Regions from separate parts of the Zea mays genome. Here region 2 is linked to region 1. Evidence: chromatin contacts called from public Hi-C data. All regions are on one chromosome and are shown on one strand. The core of a region is the stretch at or near the end of the contact, and the rest is flanking DNA. Distances in the headings are between cores, read along the strand shown. Region 1 holds the start of LOC100285863 (alpha-L-fucosidase 2). Region 2 holds the start of LOC103650144 (neutral/alkaline invertase 1, mitochondrial).

Region 1 (6,201 bases), core at 1,808-4,307:
CGTCGCTTGCTCGCCGGCCTTGGAAGTGCCGCCTCCTCGGGGCTTCGGGGACGCCGCCGCTTGCCCGCACAAGGGCCCCGCTGCGGATCGAGGAACCTCCGCCACCGCGCGTCGAGGTAATGGAGTTGCGGCCACCGGTCTGGGAACTGCCGCCGCCGCTCGCCCTCTGGATCGGGGGCCACCACCGCCGGCCTGGAAACCGCCGCCACCGCATGTCGAGGTCGGGGAGCCACGGCCACCGCAGCCACTGGCCGGGGTCCACCGCCGCGCGCGCTATCGGGCAACCGCCGTCGCTAATGAATCGAGATGGGGCGTGAAAAACTGAACCCTAGCACTCTGAGTCCTGTTTTATAGACGTCTATATGTGGTCCAGCTCGACCAGATTGCACTGTCTGGCCTGGGCTTCCTTTAGTTATTAGAAGACCAGGGCTCCTAATATATATATATATATAGTATTTAGAGCCCTGGGCTCTATTTAACTACAGGAAGCCCTGACCAGGTGCGCAGACCGCACCAGACCCTTTTTGGTTTATTGTACCTAACTGTGCTTACGCTAAATTATAATACGAGTTATGCTGATGTGTGTATCAGTTTATGCAAATATAGTCTGCGCATATTACGTGCATCAGGCCTAGGATCCGGCCCACGCGTTCACAATTACTCAGTCCCACGCCGACACTATAAAAACACCCCCACGCCGCCAGGAATTAGGTTTTAGCGGCGGCGGCGGTTCCCTCGGGCGTGCGAGCGGCGGTGATCCTGGGGGCCAGCAGTGGTGTCGCCTCGAGGCAGGCGACCGGCGGTGGCGCTCCACCAGGAACGAGCGATGGTGGCGCTCCACAGGGAGCTCGCCCGCCTCGCCGCCAGGTCCGTCGCGCGCCTGCCTGCTGGGGCTGGGCTCGGCAGGAGCGGAACCGCCGAGGAGGCCGAGATGGCCGCCGCGCTCATGGACGTCGCGGCCGCCAGCGCCGCCGCCTCCGCCGCCGTGTTCTCGGCCGTCGCGTCCGTGTCTGCCGCCGCGTCGTCGTGCTCGAACAAGAAGGCCCCGACGACCTTCGTGGCTGCTGCCTTCGCCAAGAAGCCGGAGACGCCGACGACGGCCGATGTCGCGCAGGAGAAGCACGAGGAGCTTGAGCGATGCATCGACGAGTGCGAGAGCGGCAGCGAGGTGGTGTTCAGGAGCATTGTTCGGAAATAGATTGATGATGTACGATAAAATTTGTACCCATTTACGTTGTTTGGTTCACGTTTTATGCTGAAATTTGACCAAGCCAAAATCCGTGCACGATCGAACGTGATCAGTCTACGCTGTTTTAGCTAATATAGGATTTATGCTAAATTTCGTATTCTTTTATGATGTTTTAGCTCACGTTTTACGCCGGAATCTGCCCTAGCCAGAACCCGCGCACGATTGGGTGCACGCGATTTTTACGCCGTAATTTTGGGCTTCGTTTGCTATTACAAAACAGATATATGATTTACGCTAAATTTCGTACTCATTTACGATGTTTTAGCTCACGTTTTACGCTGGAATCCGCCCGAGCAGAACCCGCGAACTGCGGCTGTAAATTAAAATTTATTTCCTTCTACTAATGCTCCTCGAACCGTAACTGTCCCTTTATTTACGCGATTATGCAGCACGTCTTTCCTTATATCAAACCGGTCAAAATTTATATAATGCATGGTTTATGCTATCATGTTACACAACGTTATGCAGTCGTAAACGGTGTGCACATGGTAATATTCGTTTCCGTGAGTCAAGGTACAAAAGATCCCTTCTATGCATGATTTATGCGTGCGTATTTTTTCCTACTGTAACTGCGCCTTTATTTACGCGCACGAAGAACACGTCTTTCCTTATCTTAAAACCGGTGGGAGATTTTAAATGTTTGCATGGTTTACGCTATCATGTATCACAGCGTTATGCAGTCGTAACCGGCAAGCACATGCAAATATTCGTTTCCCGTGATTCGTGGCATAAAAGATTCCATTTATGCATGAGTTATACACATTTGTACATATATTTATGTGTGCGTATATCGCATGTCGCGTCTCAGCCGGGATACGTGGCTATCCTATGCATGGCTGACGTAAGTTGGCGTCCAGTGGGCCGAACGCGACCCGATCAGCCTCCTGGCTGGGGCTTCGCCCACTAACGGAAGCCCAGGGCTTCCATTACCTCTTCCCTATATATATATATATATATATATATATATATATATATATATATATATATATATATATATATATATATATATATATATATATATATATATATATATATATATATATATATATATATATATATATATATATATATATATATATATATATATATATATATATATATATATACACACACACTGTGTTGATGAGGTCACGTGCGTGCACTGTTCGCATAGAACGAAGGTTCACGTGTTAAGTAAATCTATAGCCGGTCGGCACGCTTCGGTCGGCTGATGCATGCATGCATGCTACAAGAGGCAAGATCTTGTGCCCTGGCCCCGAAGCACCACACCAGTGAAGGACCAGTAGGAGGGAAAAACAGCGAGCGCAACCAACAAACTAGAGATTTGTCTGTTCGTTCCTTGGGCAGGGCAAGGTATTGACCGTGCTGACCAAATTTAAAACCAGAGCGACCTATGGATAGATTACAGGTTAGTGGCGCTTCTTTTCGACCATGGTTGCATATTTCCAATCCAATCCCCTCATACGGAAAAGTTCAATTCTCTAGGTGGGACCGTCCAGATGGATCGAGAAAGAAAAAGGAAAACACTAGATATTTCCTAATACAACAACAACAAAAAAGGAGATAATTCAATGATTTATCTTTGTAAAGCAGTGTACTACGTGGAGTAAGGCAGCACCCTCCGTCGCATGGCACCCCACGGCAACGGAAACGACGACGGCACTCCCGTTGGCATGATTGCAGTACGCGTTACCGTGTCGTAAAATGGGTAGCTCCATCCGTCCCCTCCCCACTGCACACCACACCACAGCAGCATATATGCCACTGCCCTGCCCAGGCAGCCAGCCATGCCGCCACCACCCCGATCCCGGCACAGAACCCAGTGCCAGACGCGGACAGCGAGCGCGACCACATCTATCTAGGACCCGTATCTCTCTCTCTCCTCCCGACCAGCACGTCACGTGCCACGGACAGGGGTCAAGCGCGGTCGCCGATGTCGGCAGCGGGCGGCAGCCTCGCCCGCGCCACCTCGCGGCCCGCGGCGGCAGCATGGCTGCTGCTGGCGCTGGCCGCAGCAGCAGCATCGGCGCTGGCGCTGCCAGCGGCCGCGGGCGGCTTCAGCTGCCGTCCTGGGTCCCGGCCGGTGCTCTTCAACTTCGGGGACTCCAACTCCGACACGGGCGGCATGGCGGCGGCCAAGGGGTGGCACCTCACGCGCCCGGAGGGCCGCGCCTTCTTCCCACGCCCCACCGGCCGGTTCTGCGACGGCCGCCTCGCCATCGACTTCCTCTGTGAGTCTAGTCCGGCCGGCGCCACCCCCATTCCTATCCCATCCCCGAAAAAAGAGCAGCGCTCTGCAGAGGATTCTGTTCCGTTCTTAATCCAGTCTTCGCCATCCGTATCTGAACTTTTGTGTCATCATCCATGCGGCTGATACTAACAATTAGTATAGCACTAGTAGTCTAGTATACCACAACTCATCCAATACATCACCCTTCTGGAGCTTCAGTCACTGACGGATGAACCCCATAATATCTTGCCATGACATCTATCAGCAGCCAGCCAGGATCTGTTTTCCGTGCAAAGTGCAGATGCGGTGGGGATGCTGAGACCACGGCATCACGTGCAGGAGCTCATGTATTATGTTGCTCAAGCTAATCATGTGTACTACTACCATCTGCCAACCAGAGTACACTGCCTCAGCTAAGCAACACTGCTAATTAAGGACTATCACGTGAAAGCGCTCTGCTCGTAACTCGAATTACTAGATTGGTTGGCCCCTGTCCCTGTTCCTGTCTAATTTCATTTAGTGTCCTGTCCTTGTGATCATTCATGGTCGCAGCAGACTCTGCGCCAGCTGCCTTGTTTCCTTGACACGAGAGTCTGTCTCTGACCTGTTCTCTCTGTCTTCTGCATTTATATTACAATGCTGGACTGCTCGTTGTTGGTCAGGCCGGTCCGCCGGTGCGCGCGTGATGATAAATGCCCAAATTTTTCAAGGAGAGGCAGAGCTAGTGCTTTTCCAAATGCATCAGCTCCTTTTTTTTCTCTTCTTTTTTTTTCCAAGGACTGGCGGCATTCATTCATTCACTCCTTCAGTGTGGCTGCTACAACATGATCCCTTAGCTAGCAAGCACCTTTTCTTTTGTTCTGTTTAAATAAAAGAAAAGGAGAGTATACAAATTGATCTTTTAGTATATCAATATCTCGATAAATAACAGACTGGTACAGTTATAATTGTTCTGATAATAGTTTCATAATATTATGGTGTGCATACTACATTTTCCACCTTACAGGAGACGACTTAAATTGCACATCTCAAGAAAGCGGTGATATATATACCTGTTTATGCCCATTTCTCTCAGAGAAAATAAATGGGCAGTAATACTTTCGAGGGAGTTCATTTTTGTTCCAGATAAACTGACCACTGCTTTTCGCCTGCATGGATCGTCAAGCCTTGCCAAATGCATACTGAGATGGCCTCACCTTGTAGTCTGAGCAAGTCTGTGCGAGTTGTTCTTCTACACTGATTTATGTTCTTCTTCACATTTTAATTTGACCATGCGTCTCTTTCATGTACATGCAAATCACTAACTGATGCTAGAAATGGTTGTTCTCCTGCTAACATTTAGTTGGGCCCCAAATTGCATCCAGGCGAAAGCTTGAACATCAGCTATTTGAGCCCATTTCTGAAGGCGTTAGGCTCCAATTACAGCAACGGTGCAAATTTCGCCATTGCTGGCGCAGCAACGCAACCGCGAGATGTTCCATTTGCGTTGCACATACAAGTGCAGGAGTTCTTGTACTTCAGAGATAGATCCTTGGAACTCATCGATCAAGGTTTGTTGAACTCTGATCATATTCAACCAATATAATTCCTCGACAAAATAAAATCAACCGTCACAAATGAACAAGAGATGAGAACCATTTACATGTACATTGAGTGAGAGATCTACCTGAACAGCTGACTGCAAACTTACTGCCTTCCACACTTGTTAAATGCAGGTCTAAGTGGTCCAATTGATGCACAAGGATTCCAAAACGCTCTATATATGATAGACATAGGGCAGAACGATGTAAACGCTCTTCTGTCAAACTTGCCCTATGATCAAGTTATTGCCAAATTCCCACCAATTCTTGCTGAGATTAAGGACGCTGTCCAGGTAAAGCTTCTGTTTTTTTATTTTTTTCTCATTTATACTGTTTGACAATTACTACCATCGTTCTCGAATATTTGTCGCCGGCTAGTTTATTTTTAAACTAAACCGCGACAAATAAAAAAGAATGGAGGGAGTACTTTCTTTTTGAATACATACCACAATCAGCAATCCTCATTGCACATGCTTTTCTGGTGGTGAATGAACAAACATGCTACATGTATAAAAGAGATGATTTTATTAGTAATTTATTATACCTGCTTAGCTTATGAGTTCATGTCAAAGAACAGTGGCGCACCACTAATCTATGTACTCTTTTTGTTTTTTTTGGGGGTCAAATCCCAGACTCTATATAGCAACGGTAGCCGAAACTTCTGGATACATGGGACGGGGGCTCTGGGTTGCCTGCCGCAGAAGCTTGCCATACCAAGGAAAAACGACAGCGATCTTGATCAGTATGGCTGTCTCAAGACCTATAACAGAGCTGCAGTTGCGTTCAACGCAGCGCTGGGCAGCCTCTGCGACGAGCTGAGTGCGCAGATGAAAGACGCGACGCTTGTGTACACGGACCTGTTCCCCATCAAGTATGGTCTTGTCGCCAACCACACTAAATATGGTGAGCGAACAAAACACGTCAGACCATTCGGAAAGCCTTGGTCACTCGTTTAACATCTCTGCTCTTCAGGTTTTGACAAGCCGCTGATGACATGCTGTGGGTACGGAGGGCCTCCCTACAACTACGACTTCAGCAAGGGTTGCCAGTCTAAGGATGTGGCGGCCTGCGATGACGGCTCGAAGTTCGTCAGCTGGGATGGCGTGCACCTGACGGAGGCGGCCAATGCGGTTGTGGCCAGA
Region 2 (6,201 bases), core at 1,940-4,439, 210 kb after region 1:
AACCAACTCAAGGTGATGTCTGGAGATCACGCCAAGAGGGAGATCATGACAGGCGAAAAGGCCGCAAGCTCGGGGAGGACTCTTTCAAGGGAGTTCGGTAACAAGCATAAGGAGAAATCCTCTTCCTCCATCAAGTCGCATCGGAGAGGTGACAAGAAGAAGAAGATGAAGAAGGTGGTCTACTACGAGACCGACTCTTCGTCACCCTCCACATCAAGCTCCGAATAGTGGATGGTAGAAAGATATGACAGAGCCACTGCCATTTAACATGGAAGAAAAGCCCCATATGCATTCCATTCCCTGAAAGATTTCTAAAGATCTCACAGAAAGAAATAAGGTCGTGAATCCATAACACCACCTGGTTGTATCCTTAGGCTTGTCTACAGTGGGAAAAAAATTTGGAGCTAGTCATCAGCAAGAAAGCAAGACCATTCCTCAAACAAGATTGCTATTCCAACCTAAGAACTGAAAATTGTCGTGGTGTCATGGATGATGAATACATTAGTACAAACATTATTACTAGATGCATGATATAGCAACAAACAGTGTCGTATAAATTGCAGTTATTTAATTTACCACATATCACTTCACTCAAATGCAAAATGTAGAGGTAGCAATGTATATGCGCACACGCATAATGGAGACAAGGTTGTAACTACAACTGTATTTTCAGTATTTGTAATGCTAGTTGTAAATATTGTAAATTGAAAGTAGCGCAAACCAATTATGATTCAGTTCTAATAAATAGACTGTAAAAACTTGATGGCTTGATATACTATTAAAATTATAATAGGTAAGCGTAATTATTTCACTATGTCCTGGTTACTGAATTAACTTTGTCACCCAATTTATATATGTAATGAAATAAAACTCATGATCAAACCTTTTTCATCAGAATTGTAGGTCCTCCCTTCTTATATTATCACTGATGGACTCCTTACATAGTTGATCAGGTCATAAATTTTGCTTGCCGTAGAACATTCAAGACTGGATCAAAAACAAAACACAAAGTGTACATGTAGATAACCCCAATTTGTCTAATTTGTGAGACATAAAGCTTACTGGACATATGCTACAGTAAATAATGCAGAAGAAATAGAATGTCAAGACAAAATATGGTTCAACAGCAATCCTAGTCTTGTACCAAGATTTCGGCTTATTTGCAAAGGAGATACGAGATTTGCAAGCACAACTAAAGGTAAGATTTATTCAAAAAATCTGTTTGATTTATCTAGTATACAACTAGAAACACAAATAAGTCTAGTATGCAACTAGAAGACATATTATGAAATAAATAAGTAGTGTTACATGAACATCCTTTTTGCCAGGGTTTGTAATTGGTTGCAAATTACAGGACTACATACAATTGAAACCCGAGCTAAGCTTTGACAGATAAAATACCAGCAACTAACATGGTAGAGGTAAAAATAACTTTTGGAGTATCAAAAAGACTACAAGCTAGCGGCAACAAAAAATGGGTTACTAACATCTCTGTAACACTTGCTACATAGGTGTTAGTTAGCCATACAAATTTCTAAAATTCTAAAAATAAATGTAAAATCTAGTAATTAAAATTAGAGGAATTCTATCTTCTAACAAAGGAAACAATAACAAACTAAGTAAATCTAAAGCGGGCTACAAAAAACTAATTGAAATGACCTTAAACAGTGTCCCGGTTCGCACAGAAAATATTCCTAGCTCTAAGTTCACCAAAATAAAGGAACATGCCAAGTCCAAGACACAGATTAGTTTCATTGTGATGCCCTCTATACAAAAAGGATTTCCAATTGATACAATGCCAACTCGTAAATTTCGCAAGGAAAAGTTGGGACCATGTTTGACAAGGCACGTCAGATCTTTCAGTAAACCATATCAAGGAAAGCTGGCAGATCTGGACTAGGCAAGTAAATCCCCTTTATATTAGCTTTCTTGTCATGAAAATTTCCACACAATAACCACGCATGGACCTGGCCACAAATGAATTCCAGTCAGTGTTATGATCCAAGCTGAGCCATTACCTGCTAGCATATCTCCCCACTAGGACTCCCAACAAAGCAAAGTTGAACCTGTTCTTTAATTCAATACCTAGAGACTTGAAGACTCCTAACACGAAGAAGCTCGATCTATCCAACAAGACAAGAAAAAAACGTAAACAAAAAGCAACCATACAGAGTGAATGTGCAGGATCTACTTACCACGATGCTGATGAACACGACCTTCTCGTTCTCGCTGCATCAGGGGCCCTTCCTCGTCGTCCGCGCATCGCCATCGAGCAGCTCATCACTCCTCCAGCACCCTGCCCCTTCTTGGACCCAGGGCACGACACCATTCTTGATGTCTGGGAGGGAGGGATCGGCGACCACCCCTTGCGTCGTCCGAGGGGGAGATGAGGTGAATGGGGATAGGAGGATGAGTGGCGGCGAGGGCGTGCATGGAGACAGCGAGGGCGGGTTCTGCGATGCGTGCGGAGGAATGGCGACGACGGATGTGGGATGGAGAGCGGTTAGGTTTTTGTGGCTGGGTGTGATAACAATTCGATGGGTGGATTTTGTGTGTGTGCGCGTGGGGGTTACACATGCACAATATGGAGGTCGGACCCGTGCGGTGCGTGCAGGCGCACCTGGTCGGCTGTTCTGTGGTCAGGGCTTTCTTTAGTTAGAAAGAGGCCAGGGCTTCAAATATATAAACTATATATATATATATATATATAACATACGATAAATTTTGTTTTAATAAAGCACAAAATATATGTTTTCTATTGATTAGGTGAATATAGTGCCAACAACAAGGTTTAGAACACTCAATTATACATAATTTCACCTTATTTTTTTACATAAACTCTCCTATTATAGCAGTATAGAAGAGATTATAAAATTGCGGGTTGATTATAAAGAAATGTAGGATTTTTTTAAAAAATATTGACACGGGACGACCGTTGAAACTGATGATTTAATATAGTAAATAAAAGATATACACGGTGCTAATTTAAAATTATACCATGAATTTCTAAGCATGAGAAAAATACATTACCCAAACACGATTTTCACGATGGTAATTTCATCCAGCCCTACAGCCAAAAGAAGGACAATGACCACCATTTCTCCATTTAGCCAATGGGCATGCTGCATGCAGGGAAAAAACTTCAGAAACGTGACCTTTAAATCCAAGGTGGACCCCACCAGCTACCGCGCGATCTTTTATGAGCTGTCTGGTTGCTTTTGCTTGCAACATTTTAGACCTCGCCGGCGGTATATAACATTATTAGCATTTTTATGTGGTTGGTTACATGTACACTATCATTGACCTGGGAAAACAGATGCAAGCGAGGCTCTCTAGCCTGGTGTGCCATAGGCCCATAGAAAGCGGGTGACTTTAAACTCGTTCTTTTATTATATATCTTTTAGTTAAGATATTTAATTATCAAACTGATTTTGCTTTTATGTTTTTAACATGGTAGGAACAAAACTTGATCACACTTGTTATATAAATTTAAATATTAATTTTATTTATATCACTTTTATATACTCATAAATGCAGCCAAACATAAATTATATCTGATTTGTAGAAGCTCCAACAAGTCAATAACCCACCAAAGAAAGGCTCTTGCTGTCAGTATTGCACATGCTGGACCTGCCTAAAAGGAGCCTGCCTCCTCAAATATACAAGCCACGGTGGCCAGGCTCCGAGAAAAGGAAATCAAACAGCCCCTATAAAAAAAAGCCTGGCTCCCTCCCAGCTCTCCTCTGCCTTATGCTCCCCAGTCCCCACCTAACCCAAACCGAACCGGCCCTTCGCACTTCCGCAGAACGAGCACTCGTGGACCAAATATTTGGCACAAGTTAGCTTTGCCTGTTTCTTGCGTGTAGATCCCTCAAGGTTTCTCCGCCGCGCGCCCGTGCCCTTCGCCGGAGCTTGCCATATGAATGGTCAAACCCCGATGGGGCTCGCCGCCGTAGCAGTGAGGCCGTGCTGCAGCCGCCTCATCTCGTCCGCCTCCGCCGCCGCGGCGTCAAAGACGGCGGCGGGCACCGCGACCTCGCTCTTCCCCAGATTGCCCCACCCGCACCACCCCCCGTACGGCCGGCGCCTCCCCTTCCTCGTCTCCGCGGCGTCGCAGTCGCAGGCCGGCCCGGGCACTCCTCCCACCCCTGTACCAGCCCCCGTCCCCTCCGACCCCCGCGCTGCCGTTTCCGGCAACCTTCCTTTCTTCGACCGCGTCCTCTTTCCCGACTCGTTCCCGCTTGAGACCCCGCCCTCCAAGGAGGAGGAGGACGCGGCAGCGCTGCAGACCGATGAGGCCGTGGCGCCGGCCGTCCCCTTGAGGGAGGAGACGGAGACAGAGAGGGAGGCGTGGAGGCTGCTGCGGAGGGCGGTCGTCAGCTACTGCGGCGAGCCCGTGGGGACGGTGGCGGCGGAGGACCCCGAGTGCACGGAGATGCTCAACTACGACCAGGTCTTCATCAGGGACTTCGTGCCCTCCGCGCTCGCCTTCCTCATGCGCGGCGAGACCGAGATCGTCCGCAACTTCCTCCTCCACACCCTCCAGCTTCAGGTGAGCTGATCCCGATCCTGCTTACTAGTTCCTCGTCTGGTCAAAAATTAAAATTCCAGAAGAATTTAGTTCTAGCTGAAGTATTTAGTTAGCAACAGTGTCAATGGCGTGTACGGCAAGATTTTGTTTTCGCGGAGTTGTGATTGGAAGTAAACAGGCAACCATGTTTGTCAAAACTATGGTTTTACAATACTATACTTTGCAATTATCATAAAAATACTATATAGATTGTAATTCTTTTAGTTCTAGCTGAAGTATTTTTGTTACCATTTCTGGCCGTTTATTTCTCGCCTTTTTCAATTGTAATTCTTTTGTTCAACTAGATAGATTGCAATAATCAATGCTAAAATGATGAAAGGAATGTGAAATGTTTTCTTTTTTTTAAGACTGTAAAAGTTGATTCAAACAGACTATGACCATGTAACAAGACCTATACCAGTAACAAGACCTATACCAGTGTTCTTAAGGTGTCGCCTAGGCGTCCAGGCGCTCGGGCAAAACTGGCCGCCTTGCTCGTCTTACCTGCCTAGGCGCCGCCTAGGCGCTAAGGCGGTTGTCTGGTGCACTTGCTCGCCTAGGCGCCTTAAGAACACTGATCTATACTACTAAGAGGCAACACAACACTAATATTTTTTTTGTTAAACTGAATAAACAAGGATTTTGTGTTTGATGAACTCCTCTCTGGTGGCTTGTTTGTGTGATGTTTTTCTTGAGCTGGTCACTGATTGATCCTCTCTTTTATGATTAGAGCTGGGAGAAAACTGTTGATTGTTACAGCCCTGGGCAAGGATTGATGCCAGCTAGCTTCAAGATTAGGACCGTACCACTTGATGAGAACAATGAAGGATTTGAGGAGGTCTTGGACCCTGACTTTGGCGAGGCAGCCATTGGCCGTGTAGCTCCTGTGGATTCTGGTATGTATCTTGCTCAGTTGCTCCTGCATAAGCTGCATGTAAGAATTCGTTTTGAAGTTACTGTTGTCATGCATCTTTGTTCTGCTACTTCAATCCTATTTATCTTTTTCAGGACTGTGGTGGATTATTTTGTTGAGGGCTTACTGCAAGATAACAGGCGACAATGCTTTGCTAGAAAGAGTTGATGTGCAGACAGGAATTCAATTGATACTGAGTTTGTGTTTGGCTGATGGGTTTGACATGTTCCCAACATTACTAGTTACAGATGGATCATGCATGATAGACAGGAGGATGGGAATACATGGGCATCCTCTTGAAATCCAAGTAAGTTGAGTTTAATTATTTATGACTTAATTCATTAAATCCTGGAATAATGATCTAGAATGTTATTCAACAATAGGAAAAATATGCTGTCATGTAGGGAGCATTTGTTTTCTTCTGCATGACTAATTTAATTTATAACAAAAGAAAACATTTGTGCTATTCTTCTAGACTCAGATCTAATTGGCATATTAGCTGAAGACCTGTACTTACAAGTTCTTTCTATTACACAGGCTTTGTTCTACTCCGCTCTACGATGTTCACGAGAAATGCTTGTTGTGAACAATGGATCGAAAAATCTCATCCGTGCCATTAACAACAGGCTCAGTGCGTTGTCCTTTCACATAAGAGAATATTACTGGGTTGACATGAAGAAGATAAATGAGATATACAGATACAAGACAGAAGAATACT

Evidence for each region. Hi-C and Micro-C count contacts between places; a contact is called where the count stands out from the background.
Region 2: a contact with region 1 is called in a Hi-C map of endosperm, with 5 times the contacts expected there. The contact joins the promoter of LOC103650144 here to the promoter of LOC100285863 in region 1. A contact is called at or near these places in 2 of 25 Hi-C or Micro-C datasets (endosperm and leaf).

What each region holds. Positions count from the first base shown.
Region 1 is chr3:61,131,860-61,138,060 of Zm-B73-REFERENCE-NAM-5.0, forward strand. LOC100285863 (alpha-L-fucosidase 2) reads left to right here and starts at 3,058. Exons shown (of 5, transcript NM_001158753.2): 1 at 3,058-3,480; 2 at 4,844-5,029; 3 at 5,195-5,352; 4 at 5,692-5,962; 5 at 6,032-6,201. The coding sequence starts at 3,183.
Region 2 is chr3:61,339,424-61,345,624 of Zm-B73-REFERENCE-NAM-5.0, forward strand. It overlaps LOC103650144 (neutral/alkaline invertase 1, mitochondrial), which reads left to right and starts at 3,190. Exons shown (of 6, transcript XM_008675791.2): 1 at 3,190-4,552; 2 at 5,301-5,466; 3 at 5,579-5,790; 4 at 6,021-6,201. The coding sequence starts at 3,920. LOC103650143 (a long non-coding RNA gene) reads right to left here and starts at 2,667. Exons shown (of 3, transcript XR_002268359.2): 1 at 2,196-2,667; 2 at 2,086-2,123; 3 at 1-1,967.